Linked DNA regions of Sus scrofa: all the other regions are linked to region 2. A link is a contact called in public promoter capture Hi-C data. All regions are on one chromosome and are shown on one strand. The core of a region is the stretch at or near the end of the contact, and the rest is flanking DNA. Distances in the headings are between cores, read along the strand shown. Region 1 holds the start of CNOT1 (CCR4-NOT transcription complex subunit 1). Region 2 holds the start of CSNK2A2 (casein kinase II subunit alpha'). Region 3 holds the start of SLC38A7 (putative sodium-coupled neutral amino acid transporter 7).

Evidence for each region. Promoter capture Hi-C pulls out the DNA fragments that hold promoters and counts their contacts.
Region 1: a contact with region 2 is called in a promoter capture Hi-C map of liver, with 4 times the contacts expected there. The contact joins the promoter of CNOT1 here to the promoter of CSNK2A2 in region 2. A contact is called at or near these places in 1 of 5 promoter capture datasets (liver) and 1 of 47 Hi-C or Micro-C datasets (embryonic fibroblasts).
Region 3: a contact with region 2 is called in a promoter capture Hi-C map of liver, with 4 times the contacts expected there. The contact joins the promoter of SLC38A7 here to the promoter of CSNK2A2 in region 2. A contact is called at or near these places in 1 of 5 promoter capture datasets (liver) and 1 of 47 Hi-C or Micro-C datasets (embryonic fibroblasts).

Annotation. Positions count from the first base shown.
Region 1 is chr6:20,370,487-20,373,790 of Sscrofa11.1, forward strand. It overlaps CNOT1 (CCR4-NOT transcription complex subunit 1), which reads right to left and starts at 1,814. Exons shown (of 49, transcript XM_021093957.1): 1 at 1,656-1,814.
Region 2 is chr6:20,015,178-20,018,100 of Sscrofa11.1, forward strand. CSNK2A2 (casein kinase II subunit alpha') reads right to left here and starts at 1,547. Exons shown (of 12, transcript XM_021093948.1): 1 at 1,444-1,547; 2 at 546-657. The coding sequence starts at 1,547.
Region 3 is chr6:20,399,686-20,403,081 of Sscrofa11.1, forward strand. SLC38A7 (putative sodium-coupled neutral amino acid transporter 7) reads right to left here and starts at 2,048. Exons shown (of 13, transcript XM_021097090.1): 1 at 1,977-2,048; 2 at 1,264-1,389.

The DNA of each region.
Region 1 (3,304 bases), core at 564-3,063, 360 kb after region 2:
CTACGCCACAGATCCATTCAAGTGAAATGGGAACCAAAGACATTTCAGTTCCGTTCCACTATCATGCCACAAAACTCTGCCTTAAAACTTCTAAGATGATAATCTTCGGCAAGAAAGGGAAATACTTTCATTTATTGGTGGTCGAATCTTTGTGCCTTGATTCTACACTTAAGTTTCCACAGAAGGACTTGGGACCCCAACTTGTTGAAAAGGGACCAACTCTCCAAACATGTTTCATCGTATGACCATTTCAGTCAAAGCCCAGTTAGATGCCTAAAACTTTATGTATCATCAGATCATTTTCTCCTTAGACAAGGTAACAACTTGCAGCGAAACAGGATTATTTAAACTGTTACCATTCATCTTATTAACAGCTAAAATACTATGCTACCATTCTTGGCATTTTAAACCCAAATACCTCTACAAAAACAAGTTTGTTCCTGATCTGATTGACCTACTTCCCAGTTTTTTATTTGTCCACTTTTTCATCCATGTGAACCTGTTCCTATCAAATGGACTGTCATGAGGGAAATGTTCAGAATTTTTCCCCAAAAAGTAATCAGTGAGACTCAATCAATTAGTTGTTAACCTCATGGCAACAGAACGTAGAGAAATAAGGAAAGAAAACTGTGTTACCACCAACAAAAAGACGTTCTCAGAATCCTAAAAATTAGGGCCTTTGAGTGACTTCAGAGCAAAAGTTTTCTTCTCAAAGTTTACTTTAAACACAACATTTCCAAACCCACAGAGAGGAAGCATTAAAGCGCAGTCCTAGTGGGGATGCTCATCTGTAGGAGCCCGGTGGGGTGAAACCTGCAGGGGTGGGGGTTACTGAAACGGAGTATCTGTGCGTTTGGCCTTATGTAACCCCTACAAGATCCGCAGAAAATCTCTCCCCAGCACTGAAGCCTCCATGTGCTCTGCTCACCAGGAGGACACTTTCCATGGGTGAGCAGAAACGCCACTTAGCACAGACACTGGGCCAGGTGGATGGGGGCCGACTTCGGAGCGAGTGTGAGAGCGCCCGGGCGCGCGAATGGAACAAAACCTGTGGCAAGAAGTAATAAGGAAGTGCCTCGCTCCCGCCCGCCCCTCCCACCGGCGGACACCCGAAAACACTCGGGGTTTGACAACGTGCTGGGGGCGGGGGGAGGAGGATTGGCAGCTCCGGGTCCAACAACAGGAACTGGGAGTCTGCAACTACTCGGAACACGCTCCCCTCGCCCCCGGGGCTAGGCCTCCTACGCCCATGCCCACTGCACTCATCCGGCAGTTGAGGAGCTCGTGGGGTCTGCGAAGGGGGCAGCCCGCGCGAGGCGAGGCCCAGCCGCCCCAAATGCCGCCACCGCCACCCTCAGAGCTTCCAGGCCCGGGCCGGGGGCCATCCCGAGACTCATCCCGCGCTCTGCCTTCCGCTTCGTGGAGCCTTCACTTCGGCCGCTTCTCTTCAGAGCCCGAAGACTCGCGAGCGAAGAGGAGAGAGTCCGCCCTCTCCCGCCTCGCCACTTCCCCGTCCGACTGCCCCTCACTCCGCGGAGCGCCGGGAAACGTTCCCAATGGCCCCGGGACCACCTCGGTTCCTTCCCGCACCGGCACCCGCGTTCCGTAGCTGACACCGTCAGCCGGCCTCAGCACCTGACCCCAGCCCACCTCACCTCGGGCGGCTCCGGCAGCGCTGGACACAGGAAACTCCTGGGTCCTCGACTCCGGCTCTCCTCGACCCTCTCTTCGGTTAACTCCGCTTGTTTCTCTACAAAATGGCGCCGGAGGTCGCGCGCTCACGTCGCGGCCTTTCCCCTCCCCGTTCCCATTTCATCATTCGCTGCCCGCCCGAGGAGGGATGGCCCCAGCACCAGCCAATGGCCGTACTCCGCCTGTGGCTTCCACCCAATCACCGACGGGTGCCCGCGGATTTAAACCAATCACACTCTATCACTTGCAGAAGTCAAGGAAGAAACCAGGATCCTGCTAGCAACTACCAATCCAGACTCCTACTTCGCGGGCTTTGGCCAATTGCCGCTCACCAGTCCCCAGGGACCGGAATCGGAGCCCTCGCGCCTGCGCTCGAGTTGAAGACCAATAAGGAGAGACAGATAACTTCGATGTAGGGCTGCTCGGACTTCCCACCTGCCCTCGAAGTCCTCCACCAATGGGTGTCTGACATTGGCTATGAGAAACCATAAATAAAGGAGGGGGGGGCCCTTAAACCCTTGTTATCCTGCCCGGGAACAACTTTGAGTTACAGTGAAAAGCAGCCTTCCCGTATTCTCCTTCCTCTTTCGAAGTGTCAAATCCGATAGACCACGGGGCTTCCCAATCTCAAACATTCCCCAAACCGCGTATCCCTTTGGCGGGGAACGCCAGCTCCAGAAAGCAAGCCAGGCTGTTACTGGAGTGGTAGCCCTTGCATCCTGGGATCTGTAGTTCACCCAACCCCATCCCTGTCGCAAAAGTAGTGCGTATTCTTCAGTCACTGAATGCGCTCTAGGGGCAGCAATGCATGCTGGAGAACGTAGTCTTCCAGGCTCCCATTTGGTCCTAGCCTGCCTAACTTTACTGGAGAGAACTTTCCTTTCTCGTTCTGCCTATTGAGGAAGGGACTCCTTAGAAAGAGGTGGGAAGCTCAGGCTCAGGTCCTCTTTTTGGCTCACTCCCTGGAGGTGGATAAAAAAGAATATTTATGCCTTTTGCTCTGGGAATAAAAAGCATGGGAACATATCTTTTTAAAGATTTGGAGGTCATCTGTTCCCAGAAGGGTGGGAAGATTGGGAAGAAAGTGTTGGATCTTTTACCTTTTGGAGAAAAACGATCCTAATCTCTGCTGTCCTGAGGCAACACTAAGTTTCTTGTTTGCTAGCCATATGTCTCTTTAAAAAAAATTATGTAAGGCGGGTTAAGGCTCTCTTGTCACTGCTCTGCTTCTCTGGCTGTGGAATCCTGCCCCAAGAACTTACACGTGGGGGGAGGAGGATGTGGTAAAAACATATAACATATAACTTCCTGATGTGGAGCAGCAGGTTAAGGATCCATCGTTGCTGTGGGGCAGGTCACAAGTGCAGCACAGGTCCCATCTTGGGAACGTCCACATGCCATGGGCTCAGCCAAAACAAAACAAACAAAAAACACAACATAAAATTTACCATCGTAGCCATTTTTAAGTTACCATATAGTACTGTTAACTATATGCATGTCGTGCAGCAGATCTCTAGAAAAACTTTTTCATCTTGCAAAACTGAAACTCTATACCCATCAAACAACTCATTTCCTTCCTCCAGTGCTTGAAAACTACCCTTCTAAGATTTTG
Region 2 (2,923 bases), core at 297-2,796:
CTAGCTGATAAGCAACAATGAATCTTCCTGGCACTACTGGCTCACTATATCCATCTTACCTGAAACTTTTAACACCAAGAAGGAAAAAACAAGTCATTTTTCCACAGGAGTGGTTCCCTCCACTCAGGTTTCAAATGCATCCTTGAAGCTACTTTTTTACAACTTTCTGGAATAACATATACAGTACTTGAGGAGCCTTTGCGTTGATAGGATCTTCATGAAAAGGCTCTTTTTGCTTCTGAATGCCTATTTATTTTCTAATAAATGGAGCCCCTTTGGAAGTTTCACTTTGGAAGCCTTTAATTACATTTCAGAACAAGCATGTTCCTGAACCATCACACTTAGAGTTGAAACAGGTCTGCCTATTTCTGCAGATTTTCTTGAAAGTTCACAGGAAAATGAGGTGGGAGGAGTAGGAGAGGGACATCAGACAGAACAGATGCAAAATGAGAGCTCAAACTGCTCATTGGAGAATGTGGCTGAAATAGTTCATATCCTTCTGACCTGTGAAAAAGAAACTTTAACGCCGCTCATAAGACACTCACCTTGAGAATTTTTACAACCACTCTCTCGTTGTTGGTGATGTTAATGGCCTCAAATACTTCACTATACTTTCCCCGACCAAGTTTTCGAACCAGCTGGTAATCATCTTGATTACTGTGAAAGCCAAGAGCGACAAATATAAATGGCAGGACTTAGGATTAACCAAGCCTATGCCCACTACACACCCCATCCAGGCGCTTCCATTAATCAAGCACTTGGAAGTGTCTACACATCATGCCACAACTCATTCCCTAAATGAAAGCCACAACATAAACTTGGCTCCTCGCACTAGACGCAGTTCCTAACCTAATTGGTCCCTCATAACTTAGGGGAGATAAGGTGGAAGGCACGGGTCTGACTCAATCTAGAGGTGAGCAAAGCATCCATCCCGGAGGCCCAGAGGTGCCCCTCCGCCCAGCACCTGCCTTCTATTGCACACCCAGAAGGTAGACACCGCCTGCCTTGCGAATCTGGACATCCTTAAAAAATTTCCTCCCACCCATCCTCATTTCAAAAAAATAGAAAAGCAAAGAATTTTAATAGCTCAAGAGGACAGCTGCTGACTTCCCACCCCAATAGAAACCCCAAAGCGTAAAAGGAAAGGCTGCTCCCTTACTCCCACCGGGCTCTGGTCCCTGGACCCCTACACTTGTAAGGAAGTATACCCTGGGGTAAGGGGTACGCACAACGGGGAGGGAGAAGCGGAAGGGAGGAGAGGAAGACGAGGGCACTGGTGGGGGGAGTGGACCTCCCACCCCAGACCGGAGAAGCGCAGGCCCAGCAAAGGGGCAGGCGAGGAGATAGACAGCGGGGGACAAGTGCGGTTTGCGCGGGGGGTGGGGGGACGGCCGGGCGGGGGTGGGAGTGAGAGGGCCCGGCGGGGGGCGGCGGCGGCTTTACCCCCAGCTCGGGACGTGAGACTCATAGTCCCAGTACTCGCGGCTCCTCAGGCTGTTCACCTCGGCGTAGACCCGGGCCCTGCTGCCCGCGGCCGGGCCCGGCATGGCGGGCGGGACCGGGGGGCGTCGCGGGGCGCCGAGGGCGGCGGCGGCGGCGCGACGGGGGGCGCGGGGCGGCGGGCGGAGGAGGCGGCGGGCCGCGGGCCGCCGGAGGAGGAGGAGGAGCGCAGCGGCGGGCGGCCGCGCCAGGCCGGGCCCGCGGGGGCGGGCGGGCTGGGGGCGCGGGGGGCGCCGGCCAAGCCGGCCGGGCCCTGGAGCTGCCGGCGGGACGGCGGGGCGGATGGCGCTCGCGCTCCGCGGCGGCCTCCGCTCGGCTCGCGGCCCCGAGGCGGCGGCGGCGGCGTCGGCGGCACCAGCAGCGGCAGCCGCCGGCCGGGAAAGGGGCAGCGGCAGCGGCGGCGAAGAAGGAGGAGGAGGAAACCCGGAAAAGGGGCCGCGCTCACTAGGAGCGGCCGACGCCCGGCCCGGGGCCGCCCAGCCTCACAGCGCCCCCTGCAGCGCGGGGGGACCCGCCCGCCGGCCTGGTCCCGCCCCTGACCCCGCCCCTCCAGGATCCCCTTCCAAATCTACCCATCCTTGGTCTGGCAGAAAGCGCTCATCACAGGGCCTCCCCGCCCACAGGCTGCTGTCCTAGAGCCTTGCCCCCTCGCCTACTCTTCCAGGACTCTCCTAGAGACCCCCTACCCCAAAGCTCTCTACCCTTTCGTCATCCAGAGTTTCACCACCAGACCTCTCATACCGACCCTGCTGTGACACTTTTGTCACCCAAACTGTTCCCATCAAGTCCCTCCCTCATGAAACTTGCTCTTTTCACTCAGAACCTCTCCAACTCCTGATTTCCCCACCCCTCCCAGAGACAGCCCATCTTCCCTGATAGACTCTCCCCTGCCACCCACAGACTCTTGAACCTCCAGACTTCCCCTTCTCTCTTCATCCACAAAACCCTTATCTTACATTTTCCCCAAAATATCCTTCCAGAACCTTCCCTAAGAACTCTCTTTATGTTCATATCCTCACTTGGTTAAGTTGGAGTCAGCCAAGTTACTCACTGTAAAGTTCCTATTTTTCCCTTTGTAATTAATAAGCAAAATGTGTGGAGACACTTTGAGACCATAGAAATACCTTGGTTTGGTTTGGGAGGACAGAGAGCAGGAGAATTGTGAGAGTCCTGCCTTGAAGGGACAGGCTAGGAGTTGGGTATGGACTGAGGGTGGGGTGGCCAACCAAACTTTGGCCTATTTTATTAGGTTGCCTTCTAGCCCTGAACACTCTTCTCTCCTTGATGTTCTGGGCCTTTCTTTGGTCTTGCTTTTCCATCCCACATTTTTTAATCACTCAGCCTGGGTTGCTTTGAATCCAATCCTTTTTCATATTCTGTTTTCTAGGTGAGGCCCTGCTTCCTCCTTCTTGATACAATTAAG
Region 3 (3,396 bases), core at 798-3,297, 390 kb after region 2:
ATGACAGTGGTCATAAGGTTCAGAGAGATCGAATCACTCATCCAGGGTCACACAGCAGGCAAGGTGGAGAGCAGGATTTAGATCCAGATCTGTCTGGCTTCCCAGCTTGTTTCCATACCACAGGATTCCAAGAACAGTCCTCACCCAGAACCGTGGATATTTCAATTTCTTACAGTCCAGCATCTCTCGCTCCCACCCAGAATCTAAATTCTATGGAGCTTTCAAGGCCCTTCAAAATCCAGGCCAATTCTGTCTGCTTCTCTGTGAAATGACTTGAAAATTCATGTGCCACTCAGGATTATTTTTGTTCTACATTTAGCAATTAATTTCCACATATGATACAATAGAAACATCCCCTCAGAAGACTGCTAAGTAAAGAAGATAACAAAGAAAGCCAAATATATGAATAACCCATGTTTGGGCTCCAATGAAAAGTTTTTTTTTATTGGTTTGTTTTTTGTTTTTTGCTTTTTAGGGCTGCATTCATGGCATATGGAGGTTCCCAGGCTAAGGGTCTTATCAGAGCTGTAGCCGCCGGCCTACGCCACAGCCACAGCATCACAGGATCCAAGCTGTGTCTTCGACCTACACTGCAGCTCAGAGCAATGCCAGATCCTTAACCCATTGATCGAGGCCAGGGATCAAATCCACAACCTCATGGTTACTAGTTGGATTCGTTTCCACTGTGCCACAACGGGAACTCCAAAAAGGTTTTATTTTTGCTTTAATGAAAAAAAAATTCAGGGCAGTTCTTACTCTTCTCCCACATGACTGACCTAACCATTGCCCATCACAGAAGCATCCCTTCCCGTGCCCTCAGCACACTGATGGGTTTAGAATGGCTAGTGAGTCCCACTGCTTGAACAAAGTTTGGAGCCTCATACTCAGTAGAGGGGAAAGGGGGAGTTTAGGTGCTTTCAGACATCTGTCACCAAGCATGCAACCAAGGGACACAGCTCCAGGGGAAGTGTCTCCTCTTTGACTCCAAGTCCAGAAAGACCAGTCAGATGCCGCAGGGCTTCCTCTTACGCAACCTGCCACCCAGTCAGCAACTCAGCAAAAAACCAGTGAGTAGTGGACGCAGTTTGGGGCTTCCAGCTTCCAGGGTAGCCCCACAGAGAGCTCTGCAAAGTTAGTGCTTACTGAAGCTGTGAGACCATGTCTTCCTGCTCATGTCGAAGACACAGAGGTCTCCACATTAGCCCAAGATTTCTCAGCTCCCCTTCGCTGCATATTACCCCCACACCACCGTACCCAGCTTACCTGCTCTTTCCACCTGTCTGGCTGTGGTGGAGGGAGAGCTGCTCTTTACACCTCCTTCTCCCCAAAGATTTGGGATCTGAGTCTCCTTACTTCTCTCTCCGGCCCCCGATGTCTTCTTTCTTAAAACTTCACAGAAAATCTGCTGTCAACAGTGAGAAGGGGCTGAGCTGTTTCTGTGCTGGTGAGCGGAGTGAGGGGAACTGAGGCGTTTTAACTCACAGAATGGAACAGCAGCTCAGAACATGCCCATGGAAGGAAAGAGTCTAGACTAATGTCACAGGGACTAGACCGCAGAGCCAGAGACAGAAGCCTAACGCCCACGTGCCCAGGCCAGGGGCTTAACCATTGCGGTAGGCCCCCTCAGACCCCAACTGGAGCAGGTTGCCAGGCCAGCCTGGGACTGGATCCCAGAAATATGAGGAGTGGGCTCATTGGGAGTGGGTCAGCGCGCACCCAGGGCAGGGACGATCTACAGGCCCGAGGCGAGTGGGTTGCTGTCGGGTAAACTAGGGAGGGGCTTCGGGGCTTGATCCGGCCTAGGAGTGATTAAGGAGACTAGGTGGGGCCAGTCCGACCAAGCGCGGGCGTGTGGCGGAGGACACCGGGCTGCGGAGTCCTGAGGGTGTGGGCAGGGCTTTTCCTCAGTGGGGGCCCTGGGGACCCCGGGACCTAATATTTCCACCCTTCACCAACCTGTACCTCCTGTCACTTACCTGCGGTGCCTCAAGCCCGGCCGGCTGCAGCGACACGTGAGCAGCGGTCACATGACTCTGGCCTTGGGTGGGCCGCGGGACATGCTGGGAGTTGTAGTTTTCTGCAGGTGTCAATCTTGGACACCAGCTTCCTTATGCCCGAGGGGATGGCACTGTTCCGAATCAGCCTGGCAGCCTGCCCGCCGGTGTTTATCCGGTTACTTTTAGTCCTGGCCCCTTGGCCAAATCACACACTCCTTCCTACTCCTAGGAAGAGCAATTGATGATTTTGCCAGTCTGGATGCCATGGGCCATAGATCTTTGGCCTCATTAATCCTCCTTTGTTTCCCTTGTCTTCGCACCCACAGCTCTGACCCTGGACTTTTTTTTTTTTTTGTCTTTTTGCTATTTCTTGGGCCGCTCCCGCGGCATATGGAGGTTCCCAGGCTAGGGGTCCAGTCGGAGCTGCAGCCACCGGCCTATGCCAGAGCCACAGCAATGCGGGATCCGAGCCGCGTCTGCAACCTACACCACAGCTAACGGGGCAACGCCGGATCGTTAACCCACTGAGCAAGGGCAGGGACCGAACCCGCAACCTCATGGTTCCTAGTCGGATTCGTTAAGCACTGCGCCACAACGGGAACTGCTGACCCTGGACTTTTTCACTGAGGACAGTGAGGGGCCATTTTTACCTCCTTGAGCTGTGGTTGGTTTGAGTGTTGCTCATGGCCTTAACCCCAGGGCCTAGATTCTTGAACACTGAGGCACTGATGTCACTCATATAATTAAGTATTGGTTGAATGAATGGGTGTCCATAGCCCTGGCTTCTGTTTGTGACTGTGTGCCACTTGCAAGCTGTCACATAGTCACTAGCATTCCAATGTCCTCATCTATGTTAGGAGAACCTGCTCTCCATTCCACCTACCTCTTCATGCATCAAAGGTCCTTGCTGATGAGAGCCTCGTATTGGTTACCCAGTTTCCCTCAGTGGTGACATTTTGCAAAACCATAGTACCATATCACAACCAGGATATTGATGACACAATCCACTGATCATATTCGAATTTCCTCAGTTCTATTTGAAGTCATTTTTTGGTGTGTGTTTACTTCTATTCAGCTTAATCATGGGGAGGGTTTATAAATCACCACATTCAGGATTCCAGACCTTTCCAACACAAGGATCCCTCCTACTGCCTTTTTATAACCACTCACCTCCCTCCAGCAAGGCTTTCCTTCTGTAAGTCTCTGCAACCACTAATCTGTTCTCCATTTCTAAAAGTCTGTCATTTCAAAAAATGTTATATAAATGGAATTCTACAGTTGTAACCTCTTAAGATTGGCTATTTTCAACAAGCATAATTGCCCAGAGACTCATGCAAGTTGTTGTGTACATCAGTGTGTGTGTGTGTATGTGTGGGCGTGTGTGTGTGTGTGTAGGCTT